2 separate regions of the Astyanax mexicanus genome follow, and region 2 is linked to region 1. The links are chromatin contacts, called in public Hi-C maps. All regions are on one chromosome and are shown on one strand. The core of a region is the stretch at or near the end of the contact, and the rest is flanking DNA. Distances in the headings are between cores, read along the strand shown. Region 1 overlaps wnt5b (wingless-type MMTV integration site family, member 5b). Region 2 overlaps wnt5b (wingless-type MMTV integration site family, member 5b).

Region 1 (6,776 bases), core at 3,811-6,310:
CGAGGAGTGTGATGATGGTGAGGATGAAGCGCAGGCTCTGGATCGCATCCATCCCTGTCCGTCCAGCTCAAGGCGATCCTCTGGGGGGCAACAGGGCAGGACGTTAGCCTACAGACCTCCGGTCCAGTGGGATCAACCTCCAAACTTCCAGACTTTTACAAACTCAGAAAACTAAGAAAATAAAACCTCCGCACGTGCGACATGCATGCGGGACTAGCTCTCTAACTCTTAAACTCTATACACTGAACAAAAAAAAGGAAGCAAAATCCTTAAGACACCCAGACTTAAGACTATGCCATCTGATTTAAGGCTAAATAATCAAACAAACTGAAGAAAAATAAATAAAATGAAAGTGCAGATCTGTGGAAGTTGTGCTCTTGAGTGTTAAATTAAGCACATATGATTAAAAAAAGAAATAAGAAAACTAAGAGCTGCCATAACGTGGGGATTAAAAACACTCCTGACACTTTAGACACTCTACTCACTAATGCTGCCGCTAACTAACTCACTTCCAACTCTCACTCTTTCACCACTTGCACACGCTTTTTTTACGCGCTGGCTTTGTTTATCCCACCTGCATTCCGACAAGCCACGCCCCTCAGAGCAATGCACTGGCTAGTCCTGTCACGCTGTCTTCGCGTTGATTGGCTAACTGGGTCCTATATCTCGTCTTAGAATTAATGAGCGCGTGTTGTTGCGCCCCGTATTCTGATTGGTCGGCAGATTATATACACAAACCGTCCACCAATCCTGGTGAAGCGGCGTGGGCTGTCAGCCAACCTTAGCAAAGGAGTAGCGAAGGAGGCGGGTCTTACTTGAATACAGGTGGGAAACAAAATGCGTCTATACTGCTATAACAGGGAGGAGCTTTTTTTTTTTAGAGTTTAGAAATTATAAAGCGTAGCAGAAAGAAAGCAGAGAAAGCTGTGTGGAGCTGAGAAAGACTTGGGAGTGATTTGATTAGACCCATGTCTATTGTATATTACTCTATTCCTGTTATTTCAGGAGAAATAATAAAAAAAGATATGTTTCTGGCAGTATTTTTTTTTTTAGGATAGAAAGGAAAGACTGGGATGTTTTTCATCGCATGCAAAGTAAAAAAGGGCTGATACGTTTGTTTTTGTGTTAGTTATCTAAATAATTAATTTCTATTCATTATATTTTCGAGGGATTCATTTTTTCATTTTATTTTATTATTTATAGTCGCAGCATTGATAGCATGAGAAAATTAAGAGAGAAAGAGAGAGGGAGAAAGAAATAGAAAGAGAGAGAGAGCATAAAGGAGTTAACGACTTGGAAAAAGTAATTTCCATCGAAGTTCACATGCGTAAAATCCTCTTTTCATTCTGTTCTATGCTTTATTGCAATAAACCAGAATGGGGAGGGGGTGGTTTGAGAAGGGTGGGGGCTCTCAATCTGAATAAAGGAATATAATAAGGCTAAAGGAGGCCATACATATGATATCTGACAGTTCCACCCCTCCTACATTTATAAATCTCCCAAAACGCTTAATGGTTAGCACAGAAATTCTACATTAACCTTAGAACACCGACGTTAAAATTGGTAACACCATCACCAACCAACGTTGGGTATATACTGTATGTATGACCAGTTTTGGAACTAATCTTTAATTTTACAACGCACAACATCACATAAAATAAAAAAATAAAATAAACATAGATGGGAGGAAGGATTGATCCATAACATTAATGACATTAATGAGCGCCCTGAAGCTCCCAAAGTCCCATGCAACTCAAAGTGACAACAGGAACACAATCAAAAAATCACGTGGAATTTTTTTAGAACATTATCTTTCTATTTTAGGGTTAAAACACCGAAATTAGCCAACATCACCGCATGCACAATAACATAAAACAAATAAAATTCTGTACGTTTCACACCAATCACACAGAACCAGTTCTCGTTGTTAGATTAAAGAAAACCCCCTTCGGTACTATATTGTATATATTGTACTGTATGGCGTCCTAAGAGCTGCAAGGGCTGTAATTCGCCTCCAAACTGTTTTACAGCATCAAGTTTTATCTGAGGGCTCCGTCCCTCAGTGCTCGGCTCCGAGCTGCTGCACAGACGCCACTCGATTTCCGAGCAGTCTGTGCATGATAAAGCAGCCGCTCCAAACTCTTTCATCTGTGGGAATCCACACGCCCAGCCATCACCTTTTCACACGGCCAGGGGGCTCCAGTAACACCCCCCCCCCAAGACCCGGGCCGAGGACACCCAATCCACAGCGCGCTACAGCCGGAGCAGCGCTTCCCCACTGGAACCAGTCATTAGGACGACATGTGTAGCCTTTATGAGAGACTAATAGGGACGAGGAGTGCACGAGGAGACTAACTTTTATCTCATGTAGAGATCTTTATAAAGATAAAAAAGAATCCCTGCTAAAAAGAAAAAACCCTGCCCAAAACTATGGAAGACCATTCCTGCCACCTAAATAAATAAAAATAATCCAGTACATTTTTTTAGTAAACTGCAATCTCTATATTTTTTTGAGAGAGTAAGTCATTATTCCGAGATACTATCTCATTATTTTGAGATATTAAGTCATAATCTTGAGATACTAAGTCACTATTTTGAGATACTAAGTCATTATTTTGAGATACTCCTTCAGTGAAGCCTATACCATACTGTGGTGTCTAGAAAACCACTAGGGGGAGCTTAGTGGGTAAAGAGAGAAGAGGATCTCAATATATTGAGATAGAAGTTTATTTAATAATAATAATAAAAAACAAAATGTGCTGTTTTTTCCATACAAAACCAAATCAATACCCAGCTGAAATGTGGTCGAAATATGATTATGATTGTGAACGTTGAAACAACGTTAAATCAACGTTGATGTTATGGTTAAATCAACGTTGGATTGGACATTACTTTAGTCATATTACAACCACATTTAAACGTTGAAGGTCAGTTGTGTGCCAGCTGGGTTACAATTTCAGTTCTTTACACTTTCACAGGCCCTACAATTCACAGGCCCTACAATTGAACCCTGTGGAACTCCACACAGTTCATAGTAGTTTCTGTAGTGGTAATAATAGTAAAATAATTTTAAGCCTAGGGTTCAACTTTAAAACAACATTGAATCAAGATTTAATGTTTAATAGATGTGCAAACGTTGAAATTTTATTGTTGAATCAACATAATCTCCTCAAACTTCTGCCTTTCGAATTTTACATTTCATAATTTCTAAAAACAGTTGGATGCAGGAATGAAAAAGTGGTTTTACATCAATTTGCAGTAACTGATTTTTAATTTAGCACCAATTCTTACCATACCTGCGGGAATGTTCATCTTCTATTATTTTTACTGTTGTGAATTTGAGGTCAGATGTTTAGTAATGAGATTGGTGATGGGTAACATTCTTCATACTCTGTTCACACTAAAAAACAGAGGTACGAACAGAAGTACTTTCTTGTACTCAAAGGTAGACTTTTAATAATTGTACCCTCAGAGATATAATATTGGTCATTACATGGTCAGATGTTCCCTCTGAAGTACAAACTTTTTCCTAACAGCAGGAAGTACAGATTTGTACCATTTATCCTGTTTTCAGTACAAATCTGTACTTACTTTTCTTAGTGTGTAGCCTTACTACAGTGATGTAAGGCCACTTTTTAATTTTTATAACCTACTATTTTAAATATAGATCAAGGATTTAATGAACCATTTACCTTTTAATGCTCGCTTTTCAATTTTACTGTTGAATTCCTTTACACATATTCACAGTAAAATATATATATATAAAGATTATATACAATCATTGCATTAGACGTACGTCAGACGCGTCCCTCTAGTGGCCATATTTGGCAACTACAGTTTCAGGTTTATTAACAAAAAACACGACGTAGAGTACTGCGAGGTACATCAAGATTAAAATCATATATATATATATATATATATATATATATATATATATATATATATATATATATATATATATATATATATATATATATATATATTAATAACAATACAATATTCTATTATTAATATTTTGTGTTTAATGGTTGGAACTGATCTCTAGAAGCAAGTAATACACTTTTAAAAGGAGCTAGTTCAGTTTTATCTCCAGAACTAAACCCTAAAGCTCTCCTACATTCATCTACAACTCTGAGAATGTTTAGCATCTGTGTGTCACTTTAGCAACGTCATAGGTTAAAGTAAAGGACAGATTAAGTGCAGTAAAATAAACTTTACACTGCTTTTAATGTCAACATAGACATTTGTGAATATACAGCTCTGGAAAAAATAACCTCTGGAATATAATCAAGAGGAAGATGGATGATCAAAAGCCATCAAAGCACCAGGAGTTGCATAAAGTTATGCAAAAGCAGTGTGTAAGACTGGTGGAGGAGAACATGCTTAGATGCATGAAAACTGTGATTATATGAAAAATATTGATTTCTGAACACTTACAACTTTATGAATATGAACTTGTTTTCTTTGCATTATTTGAGGTCTGAAAGCTCTGCAAATAAATGCTCTACATGACTATATTTTTATATTTTATTATATACGATGTTCATTTTACTTAAACATATACCTATAAATAGCAAAATCAGAGAAACTGATTTAAATACTGAAATGATCTCTTAATATTTTCCACAGCTGTATATAGTGAATAATACATTATACCACTTTTACATTTGTCTTCATTGTCAGTGCTGCCTCGAGTTGCCACAAGGTGGAGCAATTTAGCAAAAAATGAACAAAGGCCATCAAGTCCGAGAAGCCCATTTTCTTCTGAGAGGTGTGCAATAGCAGCGCAACCAGACGCAATGCCTGTGTAATACATGGAGGAAGCTTGGCCTTGGACAATTGAAGATGATCAGAAATGAGAATTAAACAAGCTGCCGTTTTCCAACTTAAAAGAAGGAGTTTTCTGTAAAGCGGAGCCGATCCCGGTTCAGGCCTCAGCTCTTATGAAAGTGAATGTCAGTCATCTGTTGGTGGGCCTCTGGTTTCAGGTTGTGCTGTAAAGAGCAGAGCGCATCTCGAGCTGCATCCTTTGAGGGTTTTTTCTCCTCAGGCGATGGCGGCGTGCAGCATCATGACCTGACAGATTCTCTCCAGTAGCGGCAACATCGGCAGAAGCAGCGGCAGCAGCGGCAGCAGCGGCAGCTCTCAGACTGTCAGAATTATGCACCGACACCCAGTGCTGCCTGCAACACACTCACACATTCCAATCACACAGACCACAACTCACCTACCTCATCTGAGAACTAGATCATCTGGGTGATCTGTGTGTGTGTGTGTGTGAGTATGTGAATGTGTGTGTGTGTCATGTGCCGGAGTGTGTTTGGCGAGTGGGTGTACATCCTCCAACATCACGGCTCGTGTGCCTGAGCCTTCAGAGTGTTTCGAGCTGAAGCTTGAGAGGATGGATGTTATGTATTCTATACCTTTAGCACACTGTCAGATACAGTATATGCACCAGCAGAGCAGCCCAGCTGCAGCTCAGAGCGAATATGAATGAAGGCTAAAGTCCTGAAGAAAGGAATTGTTTCTAGAGCTCGGTTTAGGAATACTGGGGCCTCTAGATTACTGACTGGATTGACTAGAGCCTGTGTTAAAGGAGAACTCCAGTGTTAAACTGATTTTTGGTGCAGTAAAACATGATAAACAGTAAAAACCTTGCAGCTTTCTGAGATCAAGTCATTTTTTGCAGTTTGTCCAAATTTTTTCCAAGGCTTTAGAATGGATAATATGGGGCATAAAACAGTTTTCATTACTGGTGTTGTTATACACTTGAATATATTAGACCTGCGTGAATGCATAATGACTTAATATTCATTTAAAAGCTCTTTGACCAGTGGTAGGATGGTCCCCCATTATATGTGAATCTTGGTCCTCCCAAGGTTTCTTCCTCCTCCAGCTCTGAAGCTCTGTTTTTCCTTGCCTCTGTGCTCACTGGGGGTTCTTTATTATATTGTATGTTCAGTGCTCTGTCTGTTTTTTCTTTCTGTAAAGCTGCTTTGTGACAACATCAGTTGTAAAGCACTATATAAATAAATTTCATTTGATTTGATTTGATTTAAGATGGCAGCGAACAGAGATGTAGCTAACGCTATGCGTTGAAAACAGTGTTTTTTAATAAGCTTTTTTCTGCACTTTTAAAGTTATTAAATGTCGTTTTAAATGTCCAGGGCTGGGGCGCCGAGTGGTCCAGCGGTCTAAAGCGCTGCCACTATGAGCGGGAGGTTGCAGGTTTGAACCCCCGCTCATGCAGCCTTTCCATCAAGCTGTCGGCGCTCAGAGGGAGAACAATTGGCCCTGCTGCCTCCGGGTGGGTAGATGGCGCTCTCTCCCCACATCACTCCTAGGGTGATGTCCAAAGCACAGGGCATCTGTGAGCTGATGTATCAGATCCGAGCCGCTGTGCTTTCCTCCAAGCGCGCTGTGATGCTACTCGGCAGCTTGAAAAGTGTTAGTGTTAGTTTTCACCCTCCTGGTGTGTTGGGGCATTACTAGTGATAGAGGGAGTCCTAATGAATGGGTTGGGTAATTGGCTGTGCTTAATTGGGAAGAAAATTGGAAATAAAATTATTTTTAAATGTCTAGGGCTCTCCAGATTCTATTAAAGAGGTGTGGGGCTACTTTGAACCTGGATAACAGTGTAAAAAGTGATTTATTGGGTAAAATTATGCCCCATTTCATCCATTCTAAAGCATTTTTGGAAAAACTGCAAAAAATGACTGGATCTAGGAAAGCTTCGGGAGAGCAGAGGTGGGCTAATCAATAAAGGTACGTACTTT
Region 2 (7,471 bases), core at 3,352-5,851, 96 kb after region 1:
GCATTATTTGAGGTCTGAAAGATCTGCATCTTTTTTGTTATTTCAGTTATTTCTCATTTTCTGTAAATAAATGCTCTAAATGACAATATTTTTATTTGGAATTTGGGAGAAATGTTGTCTGTAGTTTATAGAATAAAACAACAATGTTCATTTTACTCAAACATAAACCTATAAATAGCAAAATTAGAGAAACTAATACAAAAACTGATGTGCTAACTTTTTTTTTATTATTATCATCAATGCATAATTCACACCCTGGGACCAACAGCAACCCAGTGGACAAAACTTTCTGATTCCCAGTTGAGATACCCATACAGGCTCCACATGGGTATGGCTATTATCTGGGGAATGTTTTCTCTGAGCAAAAAATACAATTTTCTCCAGTGGCCAAAGACTTGCAGAGGTAACTGTAGAATATAAGTGTGTCTAACCCTGCACTTACTCTCATATCCTCCAGCCACTCCAACCCTCATAAGATCCAGCCCCATCTCTCTCTCTCTCTCTCTCTCCATCTCTCTCTCTCTCTCTCTCTCTCTCTCTCTCTCTCTCTCTCTCTCTCTCTCCATCTCTCTCTCTCTCTCTCTCTCCCTCTCTCTCTCTCCATCTCTCTCTCTCTCTCTCTCTCAGGCAGATTGGAGTGTGTACTACCTGTTCCGGCAGCAGCTTCACTCATCAGCCCTCTCTCACACCCCCCGGAGCCCACACACACACACACACACACACACACACACTTCAAGCCATTTCAAGTGCTCCCGTTACTGTAGAAAGCACTTTTCCCTCCCTCCCTCCCTCCTTTCTATCCATCACTCTCTCCCTCACTTTCTCCCCCTCTCTCTCTCTCTCTCTCTCTCTCTCTCTCTCTCACTCTCTCTTATGGAGGACCAAAACTAGCAAAATTAAATAAATAAATAAACACATACATATTTATTTGTATTTATAATAAATACACATGCCAAAATTAAAAATAAATAAATACATAAAAACGTAGTTTTTTCACCCAATAAAAGTAATATGGTGATTAAAACAGTAAATCATAAGTATAATTAATATAAAAATAAATACATATACATAAAAAGAAATATCTTAATAATTTGTTTTTATGGGTTTCTTTATTAACATTGTTTATTTTTTTCTTTTGATTCATTTGTTTATTTATTACTATTACTGTTTTATTTATTACTATACTATTTATTATAACTATTTATTTCCCGATTTATTTATTTCTGCATTCACTTATTTCCAGATGTATTTATTTCTGTTTTTTCTTGTCCTCATATGGTAATGAAGGAGTGGGTTTTTCACAGACAGTCTTAATAATCAAGCCCAGAGAGAGAGAGAGAGAGAGGAGCTAATATGAATAAAAGAGTCCAGGAGCTGAAATGTTGGGGTGAAGTTCGGAATCAGATCGGCTCAGACAGGCAGCTGCTTATGCTGCTTAACTCAAAGAACTGGATCAGAGTCTGTATTACGGTCTAAGTGAACTTTATTAAATATTTTTCCACGTTGCCAAAGTTACCACCAAAGGAGCAAGACATGTACAATCGATCTAGGGTGACTGACATCGATCAACCAATAGAAATGCTAAGACACTGTGACATCAATGCTGGAAACCCCTTTATTATCATATAAGAACACGGAAAAACAGAAAAAAGGAAATTGGTAAATAAATAAATACAGAAATAAATAGTTACGTAATTAAATAACCAAATTAATCAAAAGAAAAATTAATCAATGTTAATAAAGAAACCCATATATAACAATTTATTAAGAGATGTATTTGTATATATATATATGTATTTATTTTTATATTAATTATAATTATTATTTAGCGTTTTAATCACTATATGACTTTTATTGAGTGATTTACATATGTTTTCATTTATTTATTATTTTTAAAAATTTTGACAGTTTTGGTCCTCCATACTCTCTCTTTGTCTCTCTCACACACACACACACACACACACACACACACAGTCAGTGTTTTCAGAGTGTTTGTTGGTGTTCTTTGCTGCGTTGTGCTCTGCTGCTCTTCCTCCTCTTCCTCCTCCTCCTCCTCCTCCGCCTCCTCCTCTCTGGCTCTGGTTTTTTCTCCCCCCGTCGGCGTCTGCACGGTTCGGACCTCTCACAGTCAGGCCAGGACCACTTCTCTCCCCCCTCACCAACACACACACCAACACACCTGGCAACCATCCAGAACTCAGCTCACCCTCACCCTACTGCTCTACCTCCTTCACACCAGTGTGTGTGGGGTGGGGTGGAGGGTGAGCAAGAGAAGAGATGGTGAAAATTTCAGATGACTTCTTACTTCTACTCCTTACATTTTATAAAAAAAAATAGCCTTTATAATCCTATTCCATTTCAGCTTGTTTTCAATTCCAGCTTCCAGAATTTTTGCACCAGGAGTAAAGGCGTAAAGCTATCCAAAAGCAGTGTGTAAGACTGGTGGAGGAGATCATGATGCCAAGATGCATGAAAACTGTGATTAAAGTAACATGGCAAATAAACCTAAACCTTTGAATAGTTGAGCAAAAAGAGAGAAAAGAGTAGAGAGAGCGAGAGAGAGATAGAGAGAGAGAGAGAGACAGGTTGTGTAGGAGGATGGTGGGGAGGAGGGTAAAAGCACAGGCAGGCGCTTTTTGTTTTTCCTCCATTAGCTAAGCACTTCGCTCCACACACTCCACAGTCCATCCCACAGCACCACTTCACCATCCATCTGCCATTCAACAACAGCGCCGTATCAGTACAGGCCAGAGCAAAACAGCAAAATCATCCTTAATTGATCAAATATAAAGTCATTAAGCAAGCTGGCAGAAGTGTGTGTCTGCGTGAGATTGTGTGTCTGCGTGTGTGTGTGTGTGTGTGCATGCGTGGGTGTGTGCATGCGTATGTGAATGTGTGTGGGGCCTACTTTGGTGGTGGTGGGGTGCTTTGCCAGATTGATGAGTGCCTTTCTCAGTGGCAGCAGCGTCTGGTAAACGCATGCATGTGGAGAACACTGACCCCCCCCCCCCGCTCACTAATGGTACAGTCCAGATTGGCATTTGGATCAGAACCAAGAGCAAGAGCGCTCCAGCCATGCGGATCCTGGGAGGAGGCAGCGGGGCATGGCCACCTATTGATCCGCCTGCCTTTGGGTAGAGAGAGAGAGAGAGAGAGAAAGAGAGAGGGAGAGAGAGAGAGAGACAGAAAGAGAGACAGCAATAGACAGATAGACAGAAAGAGAGAGAGAAACAGAGAGAGAGAGAAAAGAAGAGAGAGAGAGAGACCGAAACAGACAGAGAGAGAAACAAAGAGAGAGACAGAAACAGAGAAATAGAAAAAGAAAGAAAGAGAGACAGAAACAGTGAGAGGGAGAGAGAGACACAGAAAAATAGAGAGATACTGAGAGAGAAAGGAAGATAAAGAGAGAGAGACAGAAATAGAGAGAGAAACAGAGAAAGAGCGAGACAGAAAAAGAGAGAGAGAGAAAGAGACAGAAATAGAGAGAGAGAAACCGAGAGAGACAGAAAGAGAGAGACATTAAGATAGAGAGAGAGAAGAGAAACAAAGAGAGAAAAAATAGAGAGAAAGACGATACAGAGATACTGAGAGAGAGAGAGAGAGAGAGAGAGAGAGAGAGAGAGACAGAGAAACACAGAGAGAGAGAGAAAGAGAGAGACAGAAACAGAAAGAGAGAGAAAGAAAAAGGCGAGAGACAGAGAGAGAGACTGTCTCACTGCACAGGGTTTTAGGAGTTCAGAAATCAATATTTGGTGGAATAAACCTGGTTTTTAATCACAGTTTTCATGCATCTTGGCATCATGTTCTCCTCCACCAGTCTTACACACTGCTTTTGGATAACTTTATGCCTTTACTCCTGGTGCAAAAATTCACGCAGTTCATCTTCCTCTTGATTTTATTCCAGAGCTTTCCAATTTGGTAAAATCAAAGAAACATTTTAAGTGGTCTCTTATTTTATTTGCAGTGAATATGCATTTTAATGGAACAATTGCAAATGTTCCTTTATTGAAAGTGCAATATGTATATGGGCCCTTTAATGGTAGGATTGCCAATGGTTTCTTGTTAGAATAGAAATGCAGGATATGAGTCCTCATCAGAAACTGTAAAGAAGCTCCTTTCTCACCATTATTACTGAATTACTGACAGTGAGAGAGTAAGAGAGAACACAATGATATTGATGATAATTAATATTATATAGAAAGTTGGTAAGAGAAGAACTGTATATATAACACATGCATTATTAAGAGATATGAAAACTGTATATGATTATATATGAAATTCCCTGCCAGAAGTCACATAACTTTCTCTCTAACTCTCTCTCTCTCTTTCTCTTTTTCTCTCTCTACATCCACAGCAGGGCTGGATCTGCTGATGTTTCTCAGCTCGAGCAGGGTCTCCCGTCCCTCTCTCCTCTCTCACCTGCCTGAATCTCCTGCCTGCAGTGACACTAGGTGCCTTCAATCCCCCCTCTCTCTCATTCTCTCTCTCTTTCTCTTTTCCTCTGCTGTTAATTTGAATCCCCCTGGTGCTGGATCTCGCTCTCCCTCTCTCGCTCCTCTCTCGCGGGCTCTCAGGGCTAGTTAGCAGTCCTCAGAGCACCGCTGGGATCCTGCCCGCCTGCCCGCTGTCACTCTAATTGCTGTGAGCGTGGACGGCTCCCCGGGGAGAGGCCGTGTGAAATCCTGATATGATATGTACCATTAACTAAAATGAAAAAATCCCCGTGCACTGCCCCCGCTGCCGGCCTGGCCTACAACCCGAGTGTATGAGGTCATTTTCTCAGAGTCAAAAGTCAAAGTTACAAAGTTGCAAATGTTTTGTTTTGTATTTTATTATTATTGTACCACAGTTTGTTCCGACCCTGCAATGTGATTGGCTGAGAGGCTATTTATGAGTGACATTATCAGCCGGTAACCGAAGCTCTCCATGTGTTACTCACATACAGGTAATATAGCAACGATGCAGCGCTTACAAACCAAATACAAACCAAATACAAACCAAATGTGATGTCATTAAACACCATTTGGAGCTGCTGGATCCCACAGACAAAGACGCAGTCTACACAAATAAATAAGCCCAGCGATTCGAAAATATTCATTATTACACACATTATCAGCCTCCAATATCAGATCTGCGGCTTTCTGCCTCAGCCGCATCAAGGTAGTGCCAATATTACATATTATAGCACTCTCTCTTGTGTATTATGTATTACTGCTTAAATATTTTGTATCATCATTCATTGTTTCTTGTAAAATCAAGGATATTACTAAAGACTTAACTTCCCAACTCATCCCAAAATTGCTGGATGGAGCTCCATCAAGCTAAAAAACACAACTCCGCATCTCCACACATTATTGCTCAGTGCTCAACTTCACGTTCAGAGCATCCCAACACATCAATACAGGGATAAAATAAGCTTAAAAAACAGCATCATGAAGACCAAGGAACTCACCAGACAGGTCAGAAAAGTTGTGCAAAAAAAACTTAAAGCAGGGTTAGGTTATAAAAATATATCCCAACCTTTAAGCATCCCAAAGAGGCACTGTTCAATCCATCATCCAACTGCAAACCTTCCAAGTCCTTTCATTGGTGAATAATGGCTCTACGAAGTATTCATATATATTTAGGGGGCTGAATACTTTTGCACGTCACACTTTTCAGATTTCTATTTGATTTGATTGGTCTATCACTTAAAATCTCAATATAAAACATTTAAGTTTGTGGCTGTAAGGTGACAAAATATGAAAAAGTTCAAGGGGTATGAACATTGGCTTTTGCAAGCAACTGTACAATCATCAAAAACATGATTAATTAACGAAAAACTTAAATAATTAGAAAATAATTAAATAATCGTGAAAATTTTGCATTCAAATTTGCATATTGATGCTTTCACTTTTTATGATATATTATGATATAATGCTCTTCCCTACACAAAATTACATGGTAGTGGTAAAAAGTATCGGTATTGTTATCGGTATCGGCAATACTGGCACTGTATTTACTTGGTATTGGATCGATACCAAATTTCGCAGTATCGCACAGTCCTAATGTCCATTACTCTCTCATTGTTAGCTAAAAAAAAAGCCCTGACACATTCTTCCTTCCTTCTTCCCTCCATATCATTCTCTACATCTCTCCTCTCTTTTTTCATAGCAGCCCTCAGACAGCCATGTCTTTCCCTCCATTCCTGCCTCATCTGTGACTCCACACTCTCTCTCTCTCTCTCTCTCTCTCTCTCTCTCTCTCTCTCTTTCCCCTGTGGGTAATTTCTCTCTCCTGCTGTCTCACTGTCTTTCGCTCCCTTTTGCAGCTGTTCTCCACACTGTCCTCTCTTTTCTCTAAAGGAGAGAGCGCCCTCTGTCTGCAGCTTCAGGAACAGCCCAGGGTCCATGCATATAGAGCACATGGCAAGGCGTGGTCTGTCTTGTTAAGCGTGTGTGTGTCTATGTGTGTGTGTGTGTGTGTGTGTGTAGCAGTAGCAGACGACATAATGAGGTAAAATACACCAATCAAACAATACTTAAAGAAGAACTCCGGTGTAAAATGGACTTTTGTTGTAGTAAAACATGATAAAAAGTTCTTACCTTGATGAGTAGCACACCTACATTCTCCCACAGAGATCCAGAAATTTTAACAGTTTGTCCAAACACCCTTCAGACTGGGTGATATGGGGCATAAATTGCCCAGATAATAAAAACGTTTTTTTATCAACGTTATCCAGCTCAAAGTAGCTCCACACCTCCTTGTTAGAATCCAGAGAACCCTGACTTTTAAAGCAAAGCATTAATAACTTAAAAGTGCACAAGAAGCTTATTTAAAAAACACTGTTTACATCCCATAAAGCGAGCTTCAGCTCTGAGCCATCACTGAACTGAAAATAACATAGACATATATACATAGACTCCACATAGCATAGCAGCCGGCGCCAGCAGGTGGAAAAAGTGATTTATAGGGGCAAATTATGCCCCGTGTCACTCAGTTCGAAGGGTGTTTGGACAATCTGTTAAAATTTCTGGATCTCAGAACGATGTGGGAGAATGAAAGTGTGCTCTTCATCAAAGGTAAGTACTTTTTATTATGTTTTACTACACCAAAAGTCCATTTTACACCAGATATCTCCTTTAACTGCTTTTTATATCTCTGAATGATTTATGAAAAGTCAGTATTAAAAAGCTATTTGATTAAAGCAGCAGTCCCTAAGATTTTTCTATTAAACTAAAAGCAGTAGTATGAGGAAGAATCATTTTAAACTGGGAGGGTGTGATGCGGTCTCCTTTCAGAGCGGATGAATCCGATTCCAGGTTATGTTCAGTCAGAGAGAGAGAGAGAGAAAGAAGAGAGAGAGAGAAAGAGCTCAGTCAGAAACTTCACTCCTTCGTTTCTTTGGTTTTACTCTGAGTGAATGGAGGAGCTACTGAGCTCTGAGTTTCCTCTTCTGAAGTCTCCATTGCTTCACCAGCCGCTCGCGTTC

What was found. Hi-C and Micro-C count contacts between places; a contact is called where the count stands out from the background.
Region 2: a Hi-C map of muscle shows a contact between it and region 1, with 17 times the contacts expected there. The contact joins two enhancer-like sites. A contact is called at or near these places in 2 of 3 Hi-C or Micro-C datasets (both in muscle).

Annotation. Positions count from the first base shown.
Region 1 is chr2:4,736,656-4,743,431 of AstMex3_surface, forward strand. wnt5b (wingless-type MMTV integration site family, member 5b) reads right to left here. Exons shown (of 7, transcript XM_049475013.1): 4 at 1-80. The coding sequence starts at 52. Among protein-coding and RNA genes, the nearest start is that of fbxl14b, 26 kb to the right of the region's middle. Within about 2 kb of position 5,061, the one cell type or tissue checked has an H3K27ac peak away from gene starts, as active enhancers do.
Region 2 is chr2:4,833,195-4,840,665 of AstMex3_surface, forward strand. All of the region lies in intron 2 of wnt5b (wingless-type MMTV integration site family, member 5b), which reads right to left. Among protein-coding and RNA genes, the nearest start is that of wnt5b, 31 kb to the right of the region's middle. Within about 2 kb of position 4,602, the one cell type or tissue checked has an H3K27ac peak away from gene starts, as active enhancers do.